Regions from separate parts of the Mus musculus genome. Here regions 2 and 3 are each linked to region 1. Evidence: chromatin contacts called from public ChIA-PET and HiChIP or PLAC-seq data. All regions are on one chromosome and are shown on one strand. Each heading gives the region's core, a stretch centred on a gene start, on an enhancer-like site or on the middle of the called end of the contact. The rest is flanking DNA. Distances are from core to core; before and after follow the strand shown.

Region 1 (2,883 bases), core at 182-2,681:
TATTTTAAAATAAAACTTCCTTCCATGGCATGTCTAGAGAGCAACCAGTTCTGATTTCAACTAGAAGGTAACAGCAGTGAAGTTCACACAGCATCCATTGACTGTCACTGCTGGTGCTAAATAATACTGATCGTGTCTTCCACTTCTCAAAAACACAAGGAAAAAAAGTCCAAAATGATAAACCAAAAGCTACAATCAAGAATATACCAGGAGCTGTTCACTACTAAAACTCTAGCAGACTTCTAGAAAAGAATCTTATCAATTTTAAATTTTTATGCAAAAAAGGTGATAGGCTTTAAAAATTAAGCTCTTCACTACTCAAAAATATGTGAACTGATGCTTTTAATATGGCTCTAAAGTTTAACGACATCCTCACAAGAATTATCTTTTAAAAATAGCTCCCCCCCCCCATACTCCTTGCATATTTCCTCAAAACTGTAATTCCATCATTAGAGAGAGAGAGGAGGATTGCCTCAAGTTTGAGAGCAGTCCGGATTCCAGAGGGGGACTGTCACAAATAAGCATGCCTAAGTTAGGTCTAGATGCACTTAACTGTCCTCTCTGAACAGTGCTTCTTACAGGCTGCTATTTAAAGTTTACAATTTAGTTCCTCAATCACACACACACACACACACACACACACATCCAAAAACAAAACACGTTCCCCAAATCCTGGGCTCGTGCTCGTATGAGCCCCTTCTTTAAGTGACACAAACGCTAGTCCGATGGCCCCGAAAAGTCAGCGGCCCTCAGACCGTGAACTCCACCTCTGCCCCCCACCCTTGCTAAGCTTTGGTTTCGATAAACACAGAAGGCGGGAGCGACGGCTGCCCCAATAAACAGGTCGCCGGGAGCCCGCGGGGATTCAGTCAGACCCGGGTTCGTATCCAGGCTCGCCCTGTTAGTAGCTGCGGAACCAAAGTTAAGTTTCCTAACCTGTCTGCCCACGCCCGCCTCCCCGCAGGAAGAGGAGAATGAAAATATCCTTCGGTCGCAGTTCCGCTGCGGTGATAAAAGTTAAAACAGCGAGCGACAAGGGTCAAAGAGTCAGTCACCGGGGCTCGACCCGCGCGGGAAGCACCCGGAGAACGACTCCGTGGAGGGTCCGCAATCGGTGCGAGCCGAGCCCCGTCTCAGCTCCTCCCGAGCTCTCCCCCACCCCCCATTCCTCAGGAAAGGAGGAGGAAGAAGGTCGAGGTCCTCAGGCCGGACCGAAGGAGACCGCCGAGCTCCCAGCGCGCCCTCCGCCCACCTCGCTGGGCCCCGTGAGCAGCCGCAGAGCAAGGGACCACCACCCGCATCCAGAGGCCCCCAGGGCGGAGAAGAAGCAGGGAGCAGCCTCACCTGAGGGGACCAAGTCGGACGCCTGGCCGACCGCGACTTCGGCCATCGTTACCGCGCATCCCCTACTGCGCACCCGCTCCGCCCGCGCCCAGCAGCTCTTCTGGACCCTGAGGCGCCCCCGCTGGAGCCGCGGCTCGGCGAGCTCCTATTGGCCAGCCACTGCGGACGGCGACCAATCTCTTCTCTTCTTCTTCCGTCGGTCGCCGCCAGCTGAAATAGTGGCGCCCTCATTGGTCAGCCTTTGATACATTTCTGGGCGAGAACCTCCGGCCAAGGCGCCTCCTGCAATTGGTAGTCGTGCGGAGTCCGCCATCTCGCGCCCCTTCCTTTGAACTGTTCGGCGGGAAGAAGCCCTGAGGAAGAGAGTTGGTTTTTTTTTTTTTTTTTTTCCCCTTCCTCTTCTACTGAGAGTGAAAAATGTTAAAAGTGGCCGGGCGGTGATGGCTCACGCCTTTAATCTCAGGGAGGCAGAGGCCAGCCTGGTCTACAAAGTGAGTTCCAGGACAGCCAGGGCTATACAGAGAAACCCTGTCTCGAAAAACCAAAAAAAGAAAAGAAAATAAAGAAAGAAAGAAAATGTTAAAAGTGACTTCCCGGGGGCTGGGGAGATGGCTCAGTGGTTAAGAGCACTGACTGCTCTTTCAGAGGTTCTGAGTTCAAGTCCCAGCAACCACATGGTGGCTCACAACCACCTGTAATGGGATCAGATGCCCTCTTCTGGTGTGTCTGAAGACAGCAACAGTGTACTCATATACATAAAATAAATAAATAATTCTTTAAAAGTGACTTCCCCTGCTTCTTCCTAAGGTTTTATTAAAGAGTTTATCGATGATTTTAAAAGTTTGTCCCCAGAGTTCCAGAGCCTGTAGAGTCTCTCATTGGGTTGAGCAACTTGTCCGCAATGGTCGGAAAAAAAAATTTTTTTTTTAAATCTTGCACAATGTCTTCAACTTGAAAACTACTATGATAAATGGCTTGGAAATATAAATTGTCACGTAAGATTTTCCAAACATGTTTCTGAAGAAGGAAATCTTACTTAAAGGTCTTTAAACAAACAAACAAACAAACAAACAACCCAAAAGCCCTCTTCACAGTGCTGAGGGGATGGCTCAGTGGTTAACATCACTGTAATGCTCTTCCAAAAGTCCTGAGTTCAATTCCCAGGAACATGGTGGTTCACAAACATCAGTGGGATCTGGTGCCCTCTACTGGTGTGTCTGAGGACAGCAACCGTGTACTCATATACAGAAAATAAGTAAGTGCTGGGAACGGAGCCTGGGGACTAGCAGCCAGTTTTCTACCTGTGAGCCACTTCTTCAGTTCCCCGTGTACCGACAGTTATCCTTTCCCTTTTCTTGCTATCAGAACAAGCTGCTGCTGGTGTCCCGAGTGGCTAAAATAAGGAGAAAGGATTTTTGTTTGTTTGTTTGTTTGTTTGTTTTTCGATACAGGGTTTCTCTGTATAGCCCTGGCTGCCTTGGAACTCACTTTGTAGACCAGGCTGGCCTCGAACTCAGAAATCTGCCTGCCTCTGCCTCC
Region 2 (2,883 bases), core at 179-2,678, 180 kb before region 1:
GTTCAGAGAGTGAGTCTGACCATTATGGTGGGGAGCATGGAGCAGGCAGGCAAGACTGGTACTAGCACAGTAGCTGATTTTTATCTGCAAGTTGGAGGCAGAGATAGCACTGGACCTGGTGTGGGCTTTGAAACTTCAAAGTCCCCCCAGTGACATACCTTCTCTAACAAGGCCACACCTCCTAATCCTTTCCACAGAGTTCCACCAGCTGGGAACCTAACTTTCAAATATATGAGTCTATGGAGGCCATTCTAATTCAAACCATCACAAGCTGCCCAGGCTTGGCTTGGCTGGAACCTTGAAGTCCTTCTACTTCAGCCACCCAGGTCTCTGGAATTGTAAGCCTGTGCTTCCAGGTCCAGCTGACAGAGTGTTTATCTGTTCTAGCTCTGATATATGATCTGAAGGTTCCCCGTTGGGATTTCCAGACTGGAAGGCAGTTACGTACATCTCCTCTTTATGACCGGCTGGATGCTCAAGGAGCCAGATGGATGGAGAAACATGGATTTGAGAGGCCAAAGTACTTTGTTCCACCCAACAAGGGTAGGAATGTGTCTGTCTGTCTGTCTTCTTTTTTAAGAATCTCACATTTTAGCCTAGAACTTACTTTATATTTTAGGTCAGATTTGAATCCTGATCAGCCCTCTTATTTTGGCATCTCAATTGCTGGGATCATAGGCAGAAACCACCCTTGGCTGTGTGTGTGTTGTATGCATGTGTATATGTGCACCCTCGTATAGGCCAGAGATTTATGTTTTCTCTGTACTCCACCTTACTTTTTCAGACAGATTTTTTCACTGAATTTGGAGTTGACTGATTGGCTAAACTGCTGGCCAACAAGCCACAGAATCCTCTCACTTCTGGGATTAACCAGGGTTCACTGTTAATCCCAGCTTTATATCAGTGCTGGGAATCCAAACTCAAGTCCTCATGCTTGCATAGCAAGCTCTTCAGCTACTGAGACAGTTGCTTCTACCCTGCCTTAAAACTGGTATTTAGTGAGTGCCTTTGGCTAGAATGGGTTCCTGGAAGGAAAAGAGTCTGTAGGCCATAATAAAATATATGAAGACTTCTCAGTGTCAAAACTCTTTACTTTCCACCGTGTTTTTTCTGCTTCATAGACCTTCTTGCATTAGAACAGAGCAAGACTTTCTACAAGCCAGATTGGTTTGATATTGTGGAGTCAGAAGTCAAATGCTGCAAGGAAGCTGTGTGTGTCATTGACATGTCCTCTTTCACAAAATTTGAAATAACTGTAAGTATTAAAGTTTGGGGAAACATTTTCTACTTATTGAGTGTTTTCTTTCATGTATTTTCATGTTTTTAATTATATACATATAGTTATTTTGCTTCAATGTATGCCTGTTGACCGTGTGCATGCAGTACCTGAGGAAGCCAGCCAGAAGGCAGCCTTGGCTTCCCCTGGGACTGGAGTTATAAATGGCTGTGGGCTGCCATGCGGGTGCTTGGGAATTGACCAAACAGCCAGTGCTCTTAACCAAGGAGCCACCTCTTCAGCCCCCAAAATGTTTGTTTTGATCTCCCCCTCCCCTCCCCTTCCCTCTCCTCCCCTCCCCTCCCTCCCCTCCCCTCCCCTTCCCTTCCCTTCCCCTCCCTTCTCTTCTCTTCTCTTTCAGACAGGGTTTCTCTGTGTAGCCCTGGCTGTCCTGGAACTCACTTTGTAGACCAGGCTGGCCTCCAATTCAGAGATCCACCTGCCTCTGCCTTCTAAGTGCTGACATTAAAGGCGTGCACCGCCAGCCCAGCAAAGACTTGCTTGTGTATGAGTGTTTTGTCTGCATATATATCTGCATACCAGAAGAGGACACTGGATCTCATGAGACTCTAGTTTTAGGTGGCTGTGAGCCACCCTGTGGTTGCTAAGATTGAACTCAAGATTTCTTTCTGGACGTGTAGCCAGTTTTCTTGACCACGGAGACACCTCTCTAGCTCCCAAATGCCCATTTTTCACTTATTACCTCAAAACTGATTCTGGAAGAACTCTACACTATTTTAGTGTTTCAACTGTATAATCACATTTTTCTGAAGTTTAGCTCCTGTAGCAGTTTTTAATTAACTTGGTAAGACATGTTTATCATAAGTACTGATGGTTAGATTTCCTTGTGGCTTACAGGAAAGTAAGCCTGCAAATGGTGCCATGTAGGTTGTATCTTTGAGTTCCCTCAGTCGGGCAGTGCGGTCAGGTGCTCCTGTGTTCACTGTCCCCACCTCAACCTTGCCTTGCAGTCCACTGGGGACGAGGCGTTAGAAAGTCTGCAGTACCTTTTCTGCAATGACCTTGATGTACCTGTAGGCCACATCGTTCATACTGGCATGCTCAATGAATATGGAGGATACGAAAACGACTGCAGCATCGCACGCCTGACCAAACGCAGGTGAGCTGAGCTGCCATGCCCTTCTCCTTCCACTAAACTGATACTTCACGGGCTCTGGATGTTGAACAATTAGTACTTCTCTAGGAGGCCACAGTCCTAGGAGCCCAGAAACGATTTCATAAACTCCTGTCTAAATCACTAGTCACCTGTAAACAAATCAGCAAAGGCCAATAAAGAGAAGAAACCCAGGGTGGGTTGGTGGCTCATACTTATAATGTCAGGAATGTGAAGGTTTAACACAAGTTTGGGGCCAATCTGGGCTACATGAGAAGTTCCAGGCCAGCTTGGCCTATGAAGTGAGACTCACTCTGCTTAAAAGATAAGAACAGAATAAGTTGTACTATGTATAACTGTACACTGGGTGTAGTCACCCTAATGGGAAAGGATTCTTTAGAAATGTTACTAAATCTGTGTAAATTTTCTGCCTTTTGGTTTTGATTATTTTGGGGTTTTCATTTTCAGTTTCTTTATGATTTCTCCAACCGAT
Region 3 (2,883 bases), core at 130-2,629, 140 kb after region 1:
TAAGACTACCAGCCCAGGGATGGCACCACCCACAAGGGGCCCTCCCACCTTGATCACTAATTGAGAAAATGCCCGACAGCTGGATTTCATGGAGGCATTTCCTCAACTGAAGCTCCTTTCTCTGTGATAACTCCAGCTTGTGTCAAGTTGACACAAAACCAGCCAATACACATTTAATATTAGGGGAGTGACATGTACCATATTGAGCTTGCAGAGGTCCAAAGAGGTTTTCTCATCCTATCAGGGAACCCAGGGATCCAACTCAGGTTGTCAGGTTTTCATGGAACGTGCCTTTAACCACTGAGATACCCAGCTAGCTCTGAACTTCTTTTCTTTTCTTTTTGTTTTTAAAGATTTATTTATTTACTTTATGTATATGAGTACACTGTGGCTGTACAGATGGTTGTGAGCCTTCATGTGGTTGTTAGGAATTGAATTTTTAGGACCTCTGCTTGCTCTGGTTAACCCCACTTGCTCCAATCAACTCTACTCGCTCAGTCCCTGCTCTCTCCTTGCCCAAAGATTTATTTACTATTATACATAAGTACACTGTAGTTATCTTCAGATGCGCCAAAAGAGGACGTCGGATCTCCTTACATATGGTTGTGAGCCACCATGTGGTTGCTGGGATTTGAACTCAGGACTTTCAGAAGAGCAGTCAGTGCTCTTACCTGCTGAGCCATCTTGCTAGCCCTGGACTTCTTTTCAAGACCTCGGTTTTGACAGGTGACACAAAGAACACTTTTAGGTTTTTAAGGTCAGAGTTGGCCCAGGCCTGGCCAGGTGGTATCTATCTATGCTCAGAGGAACTGGGCCAGAACCTCCTGAGTTGGGCTATGGAACAGGGTTGTCACTGGTTTGCTGTTCTAGAGATTCAGTGACCCAAAGTCAACCTTGGTTAGATTTATCCTGAAATAAGTCATCCATCTTAGACTTTGGATTTGGAACGGCTCATAAGGACTTGTGTGTTGAAAGCTTGGTCCCTGGCACAGCAGGAGTCAAAGGTCAGGATTTTGTAAGGTGACTGAATCATCTAAATCATGGGGCTCTGGACTCATGGATGGATTAACTCATCAAAGGGATTATAATTTAATGACATCCTTGGGAAATGGTAGAAACTATGGGACTGAACACTCTGAAAGCATAAATCAAGCTAAACCATTTCTCTTTGAAACCATCTATCCAGTGATTTGTCCTAGAGACAGAAAACTAACACAAATTTTAAACCGAGTGCCCTTCTGAGTAGCCCCAGTCTCATGCCGTCCTGTTCCATCTTGCTTGGAACATGAATCATGCCTTGGTCCAGTGTACCCACTGTGAATACCCACTATCTGTTACTCACTCAGGAAGTGTCTCAGGTTTCAGACATCTGTCAAGGCGTAACCCTCATTGTATTTCCTGTCCCCAAAGCACAAGCGAAACGGTGCTGATCATTTGAACGTGCTGAAGAGAAGACATTAAAATGCTTTACGTGAAGGGGATAACTTCTCTTATTTGCATGTGTGTGCTTGTGCGCGGGTGGATATAAGCTCGTGGAGGCCAGAGGAGGATGCTGCCGCCCTCTCCAGACATTCTCCATTAATTCTTTTGAGATGGGGCTCTCTCCTTGAACCTGGGGCTGGAGTCTGAATTTCAATTGAGCTGGAAACCAGCAATCCCCTGTGATCCTCTTGTCTCCCGCCCCCTCAGAACTGGGGTTACAGGAACTTACAGGGATGTAGGATCTGAATTCCAATCCACACAACTGTGAACTAGGATTCCTAACAGCTAATCCATCTGTCCAACACTATATGTTCTTGACAACATGGAAAGAAAAGAATACATTTGTTTACATATATTGAAGGTGATAGACTCAATGTAAAAATGAATCCTTTATTTATGAAGTCATGAAGGTACAGAAATTCATGCCAGTCTCTTTAATTCTTTCAGAAACAAGGGCTTGCTGTGTAACCTTGTGTCGCGCCCGCTCTCGACCAGCAAGAATGACGCGACCACCAGTCCTTCTAACAGCAGTTTATTCAGTCCTGATTCTTCTTGTTTATATCTCCCCCGAACCCTGGGCCTCTCACTCCTTTTATACTCTCTCTCATCCACATACTGCAGGCCACGCCCCCTTGCCAGTCACAAGGCTTCAGCTAATCAGGGCAGCAGGGGCAAATCTCCACCAAATTGGATTCACCTGTATCCTGGTACACCTGCGCAGCACTCAAGATGTTTGTGTCTTATATGAGGAAGTCAGGTGCAAGTCATATGACTTAGCTGCAGTCCCTGGCGCCTTTGGGACTGCCGCCACACCAGCTCCCCACAACCTTGGGTGACTTTGAACTCACATTGGCCCTCTTGCCTCAGCCTCTCAAGTGCTAACATCACAGACAAGCAGCGCCACGCCTGACCTTGTGCCAGCTTTCTTCAGCACCTCAGGATTTACCCAGCTAGCCCAAAGTGGCACTCCCTTGCCAACCATGCTTGGCCTGCATTCAGAATTAGCACCTACATTTGCTCTTTTCTCTTGGTGACTCCTTGGTACGGTCCTGACCTCTGGTCCCCTGTAACTCCCTAAAACAACAAAGACACAAGGTCATTGTGGGTGGCATACTTTTTAAAACATTGACAGGAAAGGGTAAAAATAGGGGAAGGTAGCAGGGAACACTTCAGATTTAATGGAGATGACTGCCTTTCTCCGTCTCCTTCAAATCCATGGCCCTTTCCACACTGACTGATATTGCTTGCATGTATGGATATGCATATACATATTTATTCTTAAATAGAGCCTGCTCCATCCATATTATATTTACATTTCTTTTTATTACTTCTTTCTATAGATTCCCCATGAACAAGAAAGTTCTTCTCATCTTATTAGTCGGGGGGAATGGAGCTTTCGTT

What was found. ChIA-PET counts read pairs in DNA pulled down with a chosen protein or histone mark. HiChIP or PLAC-seq counts read pairs in DNA pulled down with a chosen protein or histone mark.
Region 2: an H3K4me3 HiChIP or PLAC-seq map of the 230-238 cell line shows a contact between it and region 1, with 19 read pairs. The contact joins the enhancer-like site here to the promoter of Rfwd3 in region 1. A contact is called at or near these places in 3 of 39 promoter capture datasets (3T3-L1-derived adipocytes, embryonic stem cells and liver), 1 of 15 datasets of contacts at CTCF or cohesin (pro-B cells), 9 of 484 Hi-C or Micro-C datasets (LSK cells, bone marrow-derived macrophages, cortical neurons and 6 more), 4 of 115 datasets of contacts at active chromatin or transcription factors (the 230-238 cell line, bone marrow-derived macrophages and embryonic stem cells) and 2 of 9 other capture datasets (adipose tissue and liver).
Region 3: an RNA polymerase II ChIA-PET map of effector CD8 T cells shows a contact between it and region 1, with 19 read pairs. The contact joins the enhancer-like site here to the promoter of Rfwd3 in region 1. A contact is called at or near these places in 4 of 39 promoter capture datasets (the 3T3-L1 cell line, hippocampal neurons and liver), 1 of 15 datasets of contacts at CTCF or cohesin (the NIH/3T3 cell line), 4 of 115 datasets of contacts at active chromatin or transcription factors (bone marrow-derived macrophages, effector CD8 T cells, embryonic stem cells and 1 more) and 4 of 9 other capture datasets (adipose tissue, embryonic stem cells, liver and 1 more).

What each region holds. Positions count from the first base shown.
Region 1 is chr8:111,298,791-111,301,673 of GRCm38.p6, forward strand. It overlaps Rfwd3 (ring finger and WD repeat domain 3), which reads right to left and starts at 1,432. Exons shown (of 13, transcript NM_146218.4): 1 at 1,345-1,432. The coding sequence starts at 1,390.
Region 2 is chr8:111,123,358-111,126,240 of GRCm38.p6, forward strand. Pdpr (pyruvate dehydrogenase phosphatase regulatory subunit) reads left to right here. Exons shown (of 18, transcript NM_198308.1): 11 at 388-543; 12 at 1,122-1,255; 13 at 2,248-2,396; 14 at 2,859-2,883. Among named protein-coding and RNA genes, the nearest start is that of 9430091E24Rik, 21 kb to the right of the region's middle. Within about 2 kb of position 1,429, at least 2 of the 459 cell types and tissues checked have an H3K27ac peak or open chromatin away from gene starts, as enhancers often do. A contact at or near this core is called in the 230-238 cell line and pro-B cells, where this site is marked.
Region 3 is chr8:111,434,277-111,437,159 of GRCm38.p6, forward strand. No RefSeq gene overlaps it. Among named protein-coding and RNA genes, the nearest start is that of Gm24793, 17 kb to the left of the region's middle. Within about 2 kb of position 1,380, at least 50 of the 459 cell types and tissues checked have an H3K27ac peak or open chromatin away from gene starts, as enhancers often do. A contact at or near this core is called in effector CD8 T cells and memory CD8 T cells, where this site is marked.